2 separate regions of the Mus musculus genome follow, and region 2 is linked to region 1. Evidence: chromatin contacts called from public HiChIP or PLAC-seq data. All regions are on one chromosome and are shown on one strand. Each heading gives the region's core, a stretch centred on a gene start, on an enhancer-like site or on the middle of the called end of the contact. The rest is flanking DNA. Distances are from core to core; before and after follow the strand shown. Region 1 overlaps Mecom (MDS1 and EVI1 complex locus). Region 2 overlaps Mecom (MDS1 and EVI1 complex locus).

Region 1 (5,599 bases), core at 1,072-3,571:
ACACACACATATCCCTTCAAAAAGGACACACAATTTTATGAATGAACTATAGCATAGATTTATAATTTTTTGCATATACCTAATTATTTACTAAGGTATTTAACACCCAGATGTGTAGTACTTTCTGATGTTCAGGAAACTTTAGGTTTTCTTAATAATTTAATTTATCCAAGTACTGACAAGATGCGTAAAAATGTGGATTTTTCTCTTCAATTCATCAGAAGTGTGATATAACATTGATACTGCTAAATTAAGCAATAAACGATAATTTATATAAAAATTTTTCCAGCAACTTTTTTTTTTATTTTATTGCTATAGATGAAATAACAAGCATGTTATTCAGGTATTGAGAAATGTGAATCAGAGCAGTTTGGTGATAAACTTAATACTTTAACCATTTGGAGTAGGATTATGTGTTCGCTATCAGCAGACCTGTAGCCATAAACAATTCACTTTAACCATTTAATGTTCTTTGTAAGCATTTGGCAATTGGAACTTGACTTAACTTGGGTATACTTTTATGCAGAGTTCTTCTTCCTTATTACAAAGTCATAACCAATTGAATATTTCAGATTCTTTTCATTCTAATCCAATCACTATAGTCCAACTCAGAGCCTTCTTACTGCTTTGCACACACACAACACACATACACACACACACACACACACACACACACACACACACACAATCATTAACTACATAAACAATGTAATTATTTCAGAGCCTGCATTTAAATGTAAAAGAAAAGAGGCATGATTAATCATAATAGCATCTTTTTATTTTATGAATGTATCCCAAACATTATCATTTATAACTACAAAACAAGATAGACCTCTTATTCAGGAAGGGAGATGGCTCAGCAGGTAAGGATGCTTGCTGACCTAAGTTCCATCTCCATGTCCCACCTGATGGGATGATTCCTGTAAGTGGTCATCTGACTTCCACACACATATCCTAGTATGTGTGGATGCTCTTCATCCTTCACATATACACCAAATAATCAAGTAATGTGAAGTTAAAGAATAAGAATTATCAATTCAAATCTTTATCCAGTTGTCAATAAAACCCTTGAAATCAGGTGTGTATATTAACAACATACTTTAATGTGCTGTAACAGTGTGGCTACTGACTGCAGCATTTAACAGAGCCGTATAGCATCTAGAGAACTCCACTATCTGTAGTGGGATGAGTTAAGCTAGTTAATATGCTCCTGGAAGCAATAAAAACTGCCATGGGGGAGGGCCACAAGGCCTCACCCACTCATCTCGAGAGTAGAGAGGACTCTGAAGGTCAGGCCAGGTCAACAGCCTGCCCATGGCTGCCCTTGATGAGCAGACGGCACTTAGATTCAAGATTTCTTCCGGAATTTTAGATTATCTGGAGTCCAATGCTGCTTTTGTTAATTTTGAGCAACTAAACAGCCAGAGTATACAAAGAGAATCAGAAATTAAGATGGTCCTGAGGTCAGGATGGCCACGTAGGAGAAGCACTGTTCACTGAACTTTCCTACATGGCATCATGATTGTTTTTAGAGCCCACCGAGTTTTTATAAATGGACATTGATATTGAACATAGAGGAATTAACTTTAGATAATTTACCTTGGTACTCCCCTCAGACCTATGGAAAATAGAGGGCCTTTTGTTTCATTCGACATGAGTAACTAGTGGTTTTAGCTTGATTGTTGTGATTGAAACCCCAACAGGAAAATGACCGGGTCTCATGTTCATTGGCCCATGGATCCCAAAGAGAAAAATCTGAGTGTTCTACCCCTGCAGTTTTAGACTTTAGACAGTGTCAGAAATTAGCCCCGCCTGACAGTGTCAATAAAATGCTACTGATTAGGATGTATGTGGAAAGGAGAAATGGGAAAAGATAGGAGTCATCTTTTGCAGGATCTTTTGCTGACAGTATTGATCCTGGGCTAACATTCCCAGATGAAATGAGCCGGGACAAGTTGAGTCATAGGATAACAACGCTGCCATCCTGCGGAAGCAGTCTCAGAGAGAAGCAGTACAGCCCTGGCTGTGAAATGAAACCCACAGAGCAGCCAGTGAGTGTCCCTGAGTCTCCCTCAGCTGCAGACTGCATACCTGTGTCCATGGGAGGGCCCTCCACACAGCATGAGCTAGCCAGAAGTGCCAGAGCCAGAGAGGGGATGCTGTCCCCAACAAGATGGGGTGTGTAATCGTATTGTCCTGTCCTGTTTCCACTCCCCACAGTAGAAAATCCTAGGAGGCTAACAAGGCAGAGGATAATGAGAAACATGCCAAGGTAAAAGAAAGGAAAAAGAGGGAGCAAGAGTGAGGGGTCTAACCTACGAACAAGAAACAAATGTGATCAATTACTCCAAGTGTGACGCTAGCAGATACCTTATCTTATGGCTCCTTTAAATAAAAGCCTGATTGTTACCAAATGTGTCTAAAAAGTGAGGAAGAAAAACACATTCATGAAGGGGAGCGGGTGAAAGGGAAACACAACTTTATATGGATGTCAAACAAAACAAATCCCCCCAACCCCCATGCAATTCAGTTTCTAGTGAAGTGGTTAACAGTGGCCTTCTCTGAGCAGGCAGTAAAATGGCTCAATGTTTGAAAAATAAAAGCACCCGACATGACTTGGGGCGGGGGAGGGTCATCCGAACAGGAAACGACCACTGATGGTTTTGCATTCATTCGGAGATGTTTGTTATATTTAAATTATCTGACTCAAATATTTTAAAGGGGAAAGCCCACATGGTGGCAGGAACAGGGTCTGATGACAGAGGGCACAGGGGATGACTCTATTCACCTTTGAATCACCCAAGGCACTCATTTTCACATCCATATCTTCAAGGGTGTTTTTATCTAAGATATTTCCTTGTTCTATGAATTACACGAAACTAGCAATTGTACTTTTAGTGCCATTCATCTTTAACAGGACTGCTTTATGCCCAAGCAAATGTGTAGCCTGTTTTAACGATGTCAAGCAGAGCAGGGAACATGAGGGTTAAAGCTATGGGGAGGACTGAGGCCTGGCAGCTCTGGGCTGCATACTCCCCCAGCTCCCCGTAAGTGCACTAGAATTAACACCATTCCTTTCTTGGAGATCCTGGGTCAGTAGGTGTTACAGGATTATGTTATGAGGTGTGACTATGGGGCAGTAAGACTGTTTTTCACCCTCCACACACAGAAAGAGGCTCTTTTGACTGCAGTGGATAAAACATATTAAATTTCCTTAGGGCCCTCGCCTCTGGTCCTTATACACACACACACACATACACACACATACACACACACCATAATCGCACCCCCCCCCCCACTGTTAAGGAGCTTGGGGAATGGCAGGTGGAGGACTTGTTTTAGAGACAAGAAGTGACATCTTCGAGCTGAGTGTCTTGCCACAAGGATGCCGAGTGGAAAGTAGAGACAAGCTCCATTTCCAGACGCTTCTACATCACCCCAATAAAGGTCTAGCCTCTTGGAATCAGATGTTGTCCCAGCATGGTAATCCGCACCAGTGGGTGGTTTTGTGAATTATCTGCTGCATGTTTAGCTCTTGACAGTCGGTCAGTGCATCTGGAGTATTTATGTGTTGCACTAGACAGTTGCCCACTCTTGGCTGGTGCTCTTCTGTTCTCAGGGGCCTGCCACCCACCCAAGATCTCTAATTGAAACTTTGGTTTTCTAAAGTGAACATACCTACATTCATTTGACTTTCCAAAATAGAAGAATGGACTATGGCTGTCGCAGAATTCTCTGTGGGACATTTCCGTTCATTTAGAAGGCTGATGAGTTCCTTGATGGACTCTTTTTGCTTGTTTCTACCTCTTCCTTGTGTTTCCTTTTTGATTGTCGCTAATCGGACTATGTAAGCAACACAGGGCGATGGTAAAATTAAAATACCACATAAGCAGGTCTCCTTTGTCTTTGTAGAGAGGCCATGTTGTTCTGTGGCTTCTTTGCATGTAATTCCAAAAGGTTTATGTGAAATTGTATACACACATAAACACATTATAGGCTTATAGACAGAAGTCTGTTTCTTGCAAATGTCTACCTATGTTTTCATAAACCTGCTTTAGTTTTGCAATAATATGTCAAAGATTATTTTACTCTGTTTAATTTGTTCATTTAAATATTTATCTAATTATATAAACACACATATCCCAATTATTTAATCTGTCTGGCTCAGAGGCACACACAATCAGTATTTTTATTATGTATCTTTCTAGGTACATGTGTTTTTATTAATTTACACAAATCTGCTTTTCTCTTCTTTATGCTAACAGTATATAGTGAGCACACATTTTTTGAGCTTGCTTTTTTGACCACTTAATAAATGTTCTTGTGGTCATCCAACTGCAGTGTGTAAAGGACTTCTTCCTTTTTGTTGATTGCACAGCAGCCTAATGAATAGATGTATCATTCTTTAGCTATTCCTGCATGGTTGAGCATTGGGGTTGTTTTTATTATTATACTTTCTCACTACTGCAAACAATGCTCAGTGAGTAACTAGGTTACATTTCTAATTATTTCACTGTTTGCTCATTTACCTTGCCAATACTAATCAATTGTCTACAGAGCAGCAAATATGGGTTTTTTTTTTCTTCTTAAGCATAGCATGATGCATAAATAAATGATCCTTTCTGCCAGTCATAGGTAAAAAGTAGTACTTCAGTGAATAACATTCCTCCTACTTATGGCACTAGGGTTTTTTTTTTTTTCTCAGATAGTTGAGTATCTCGCATGTTTCTTTCCTTGCTCACATATCTTTGGTTATAATACCTAGTTTCCAATCACCAGATGGGCATTTTACTTAACCCCACACGATTCTTACATATGTCTGACCTCTTCTATATTTGAACCCTGCCAACTTTGGGCTATGGTGAGCATCATAGTAAGTTGGAATGCAGGAATTTCTAGAAAGAAGACTGCTTGAAACAGGAGGTAATGTCTCACTTAATTTTATGATGAGACCACAGCATTTATCATTTTGGAAAAACATGCAGTTCCCGGTGCAAACAGAGCCTCCGGAATGGCTGGAAGGGCTGTATAAGGGAGGAGTCAATCAGGCTGTCACAAGGCCTCCAGGACAAGCACAGCCCTGGTTTTACTAGCTTCAAGCTAACATAGCATCCCTGTGTGTGTGTGTGTGTGTTTTTTTTCTGTCCCAAAGAGAAAACATGGAACCTTCATAGCATGATAGCGGTCTTGCTTCCCTAAGACCTTTGTTACCCTCCACTGAGCCATTTGCCTTCTTTAAGCAGGGGTGGGTGCCTCTCAGCTTTGAGGGCCTTTTTTACATTTCAAAGTAGGTAGGTTAAGATAAAGTCTCTTCACCTGTATTAGTACCTTTGGATTATTGACTTTTTACTGTTTTCATCAGTATGATGGAACATCAAGTGTGTTCTAGATAGCGTGGAGGTAACACACATGTGCTCCTTTTCAGGGTCCCGTAGGGTGACCGTGTCATTGTGCTAACACTAGGAAGCAGAGGCGTGCATTCTCTTTCACATTTGCTGGGCAAACTGCTTATTTTGTGTGCCTGAGGCTTAAAGGCATCAGCCAGTGCACTGGAATGGCTGACCTAACATGCGTGTACAGAAGTGGAATTTTGGAGATT
Region 2 (5,145 bases), core at 1,862-4,361, 250 kb before region 1:
ATTTGCTACTTGCCAATTATTTGTAACCACATGTTGGCAACTGTGTGTCATTTAGCTCCTTACAGCCCAAAAGGCACCACCATGCTGCTTCCAAAAGTCATGTTTTTCTTCTTTTATTTTTCTTTTTCTCCCTTCCCTTCCCTTCCTTTCCCTTCCCTTCCCTTCCCTTCCCTTCCCTTCCCTTCCCTTCCCTTCCCTTCCCTTCCCTTCCCTTCCCTTCCCTTCCCTTCCCTTCCCTCCCCTCCCCTCCCCTCCCCTCCCCTCCCCTCCCCTCCCCTCCCCTCCGCTCCCCTCTCCTCCCCTCCCCTCCCCTCCCCTTCCCTTCCCTTTCTTAGGACAGCTTTCTCTGGTTCAACTCTGAAATTCAGAAGGGCTGGGAGCTCTGGGGATGCTCAGAGATTTCAATCTTTGTGAGAAATCCCTTGTCAGCTACAAAGCAAGTCTGTTTTCCCATAGGGGCTGGTAAAAATACACACACATTAGTAAAGTAAATCGGCTAGGGGGGAGACACTGCTGGGTCTAGCTGTCCAGTGAGAAGTGGAAATGTTTGTGTATACCAGACGGTGTGTCTGGCTACCTTGAGGGTAGACTCTCAAGGGAGAGTCCCTGTTTGGTCTGGGAACACAGCTCTGTGTTTATCACCGGGGAAGGCCTGGGGCTGAGTGACAATGAGCAGGCACAAGCATCAGGACAAGCCTCTGTTCTAAATGTCTGTCTCATTAGGAGGACTAGAAACATCTTCCTCCCCCTAGCATGCTTCCCTGAGATAGAGCAACCCAAAGATTTGATCCTGTCAGAGGGGGCAGTCAGCTCTGTGAGACTGCATACTTGAGGGGACCTGCTTTTCAGTGGAGGTCACACGCAGTGGGTGTCATTTCTATGGCAGCAACTCTAGCTGCCTGTAACTTCTCCTCTCTGGTCACTTTCCGGCACCTCCCTGCCAGGACAGAATGGTTGGCCTACTTCAGAGGGCTCTGCTCAATCCAGTCTCACTTCCTGAACTAAAATCGTTTTCGACATAAACATTCAAGAGGGTGGTGTATCATGCAGGTGGAGAGACACCACGATCAGGAGAGACTACCCACTAGCCTATGTAGTATTTATTTCAGCTTTTATGAAGGGAGGCTTTATTCAAGCCATGCAAGAATCCACCCGTTTCCCAGTAGTGAAGTACTACTTACTACACTGTTAAGTGGACTGCTGGGAGATGTGGAACCCCAGACCCTGTGCCTTCATTTCCGTGGTCAGGCCCAGGCTGGGAGAACATGCATAACGACTGTTAAAGATCAGACCCCTAATGGAATCAGAGATGTTAGAGGAGGATAGCAAATGATACAAACTAGGTTGAGAGTCACTAAGTAGTCCTGTTTAACAAGAGTCATCAAAGTTGAAGGCAGTCTGGAATGTGCAGTTTAAAAATAGTCAAGAAAGTACAAAGAAAAGAGGTGAGTGGGAAATACATGTGCACATACACACACACACACACACACACACACACACACACACACACACACACACACTGCTAGTGGATTCAAAGTGCATGTATGCTTGTACACGTACACTTGGGTTTTATGAGACCCAACATTCTTCTTCTCTGTAAAGATTTGTAGCTGTTTTCTGAGTAGGGGAGACAGTTCAGCAAGTAAACGGATTTCTGCCTAGCTTCATGACCTTACCTGGATGCCAGGGACCCACTTGGTGGAAGGAGAGAAAGGACTTCCACTAAGCTATCCTCTGACCTGCACACACGTGACATGAAATAGCTTGTGCATGCACATACTAAAATATAATGAAAATTTACTGGCCAGCTTCTTGTCTTGTTTTTAGAGAAAGAGATTAAGGGGCGAGTTGGGCACTGCCATGTTCTGTGCATCTAAACAAGGCAAATCACCATCCACCTGCCAAAAACTTAGTTCCATAAGAGTTGCCAACCTCAGTCCCTCCCTTCACAGGATGAGGATGTGTGCTGTCATTGGCGTGTCATTTCCATGTGCACCATCAATTCCAGGAATACTTGTTTCCTCAGTGAAGAGTGTAGAGTGCCCATTCCTTACTACGGAGTATGACACGTTTGAATAGAGGCACTGGGGCAGCTTCCTGGACAGCTATGGTCACGGTTACACACTTTCAATGTTATCTTTGTGGGTTTGAGGAGACTTGAGTGGTTCTGGGTCCCTGTAGGTGGATTGTCTGGGCTCACTCTCCAATCAGCAGGTGCTGACCATTTGGAGAATGGTTTGAGAGAACTGTTACCCCTCCATTCAGGGGTATGAAGAAGGGCTTCACCTGTAGTTCTCATTGTGACTTGACTCATGCCTGATGCTGCTTCCTTCCTTGTTTTAGGTGCCACATAGATGCAGAAGCAGTGTGCTTGATGTCAGGAGGTCTCCCCTTTCTTCTCTGTCTCCCCATTCTTCTCTCCTCCGACCCTTTCTCTCCCCCATTTCTCCCTCTCTTTCCTTATGTCCTCTCCTCCACACTTTGGGTATCAAACCCGGGACCTTGTACCTATTAGGCAAGTGCTGAATCATTGTGCTACATTCCCAGCTCTCTAACTTTCTTCTCATTCTTTACATCTCATCTTTGGCTCAGTGGAGAATTTCTTTCTGGGAGCAGAGCTGGCCTGGGAGGAGACAGTGAAGTAAGGAAGTTCTTGGCTCTGAATTACACACTGTTCTTCCCTCTAGTGACCATGACCTGGGGCAGTCGGAGCCCACAGGCTGTTCTCTTAAGCATCCTGTGATATGGTCTGAGAGTCCTCGAGGACATGGTTTCTTTTACTAGTGTTTGATCTTATCTTGAAAACTCCGGTGCCAGGGTAGTGCCAAGCACACAATAGGAGCTCATAAAAGACAAGTGATGGGGGTGATGAACCAGATTTACAAACTCTTGCCGTCTTGACGGTTTTATTCTGACCAAAAAAAAAAAAAAGTCTCAATAATAAGTGAGCTAATCTTTGCAGAAAGGCAGAGGTTGGAGTTATGGGATATGCTTATTACTAATTACAGCACCTGCTCTTACTTAGTCTGAAGTACCCTCTCTGCCCTGTGAGGCCCAAGCCATGTGGGACATTTGGTATGCAGAGTTCCGAGACCAGAAGTGACTAGAGTCTGACTCACTTCGTTTAAGGATGAAGTGACATCTGTTACTGTTGCTGTGACAGCTCATAACAGTCAATATGGATACAAAGGGCTGAAATTGTCATCCTTATTTTGTTTCCAGCATTTGTAGTGCTGGGACTCTGACCCAGGACCTTGGTATGCAAGGCATTTGCTCTGCCACTTGTCCACACCCCCAACTCAACAAATTGTCAACTTTTAAGCTTGGCACCTGATATCTCCCATTTAAAAACTTTGTTTAAATTTATCTACGTGTCAGTGAGTGTGCATGTATGTGCTTGCACTCATGTGCAGGGGTTGGTTCTCTTCTTCTACCATGTGGGTCCTGGGGATTGAACTCAGATCTTTAAGCTTGGCAGCAAGCACCCTCACTCATCAAGCCACCTCATCAGCCCGCTTACAGTTCTTAAGAAGGCTTCTGCTTCATCTCTTTGGATTTTGCCTTCCCTGGGAGGGAAGTGAAGCCTGGAGCTGACTGTATCACAGCAGAGCCCTAATGGAGTGAGCCAAGAGATGGGCAGGTTGAGGAGTTTCCCATTAAACAGCTCCCACTTAAGCATCTTTCTTTCCAGAAACACAGGTAAACAGATAAACCCAACTGTTTATCTGCTCTGCCTCCGTGCTCGCTGGCTGCTGGCACTTACTGCCTGTTATTGAAAGGTTTTACAAGAAGAGCTCTCTTTTAATGACTGACACTGAGACTGGGGTGTAGCTCAGCTGGAAGTGTGCTTGCCTAGTATACACATAACCCGTCTTCCACCCCCAGGGCTGTGTAAACCAGGAGAGATGGTGCATGCCTGTAATCTCAGTGCCAGCGAGATGGGGAATTTCAAGGTTATTGTTGGGTGTATATGAAGAGGTTAGCTCTTGGACTGTTAAGTACTTAAGAAATATCAGGTGAACTAAGTTTCAAGCCGGTGTTATCTTTCACACCAGCCTATTTCATCTGTTTCGATTCCTTTACAAGTTTGAATCACAATCTAGGAGAGTTATCATAGACTTTCTGATATGAAAGGGAATTTGGAGAGCATCTGATTCCCTGCCTGACTGTTGATTAGGAATTCAAGTCACAGAGAGGCGAAGTGGCTTCCCCAAGGTTACAAAGCTCACTAAAGTCAACTTCAAACCCCACATCTTTTCTTCTGTATTTGTATTTTTTATGTTGCTTTTTTATTTTTTGAAATGGCTCAAAATCACAACATTTTGCTTTTTTATCTCCATCTACTTTTTACAGAACAGGAAACAAAGACATTTCCTACAAATATTTAGATCCCAAGTCCTTATTGAATGCTTATCGTGGCTAGTACTGGCTTGCTTAGAATTGTCCATGTCACAGGCCTGGACCTTCACTCGCTCCACTAATCTGAAGCCTGGCTTCACCCAGATAAAAGCAATAATAGGTGCTATCTGCCTCTCATATTTTGCCCCCGCCGGGATATTTTGGCTGTGGTTATTTCCGGAGTCCATGGAGACAATCTTGGATGAATGACTTTTTAATCACAACTTTGCCACCAAAATAACTCCTTTTAAAAGTGTCCCAATGTGTTCAACAGACATGCATCAGACAGCATCAGGAAAAGTGGGAGCAGGCAGCATGATTAGATGAGGAAAAAGAAAAAGAGCAGAAAGATTTAGCCAGGAGCAAGCATTTGGCAAAGAGGAGTTCCCAAGTCCTCATCCCAAGGCAATCACCAGAGGAGCAAAGAACCTTCCGAGGGCCTTTTGAAAAGGCAGAACTACAAAGGGAGTGAGGTGTAGGTTCTCAGGGAGAGGAAACAGAAACCAGTGTGCTCACCATATACGGGCATAATGGGTTGGGTGTTTGGGCGTTGGAAGCCCTGGGCTGCAATGGAAATAAACCTGTTGAAAACCAAATAAGATGAACACCGGGGAGTACAAAAGAAGGAAGGAAGATGACCATCACTCGGGCCTCGGAGCCTTGTGTTAAAATGAGAATTCTGTCCCCTTCTAAGAATAAGCCTTCCAGTATTCGCTTCAGGAAGTCCCATTGCTTCAGCTTGGATGG

What was found. HiChIP or PLAC-seq counts read pairs in DNA pulled down with a chosen protein or histone mark.
Region 2: a FOXA1 HiChIP or PLAC-seq map of pancreatic cancer cells shows a contact between it and region 1. The contact joins two enhancer-like sites. A contact is called at or near these places in 1 of 15 datasets of contacts at CTCF or cohesin (the NIH/3T3 cell line) and 1 of 115 datasets of contacts at active chromatin or transcription factors (pancreatic cancer cells).

The regions. Positions count from the first base shown.
Region 1 is chr3:30,210,428-30,216,026 of GRCm38.p6, reverse strand. All of the region lies in intron 2 of Mecom (MDS1 and EVI1 complex locus), which reads left to right. Among named protein-coding and RNA genes, the nearest start is that of Mecomos, 190 kb to the right of the region's middle. Within about 2 kb of position 2,321, at least 45 of the 459 cell types and tissues checked have an H3K27ac peak or open chromatin away from gene starts, as enhancers often do. A contact at or near this core is called in pancreatic cancer cells, where this site is marked.
Region 2 is chr3:30,466,212-30,471,356 of GRCm38.p6, reverse strand. All of the region lies in intron 1 of Mecom (MDS1 and EVI1 complex locus), which reads left to right. Among named protein-coding and RNA genes, the nearest start is that of Mecom, 41 kb to the left of the region's middle. Within about 2 kb of position 3,111, at least 21 of the 459 cell types and tissues checked have an H3K27ac peak or open chromatin away from gene starts, as enhancers often do. A contact at or near this core is called in pancreatic cancer cells, where this site is marked.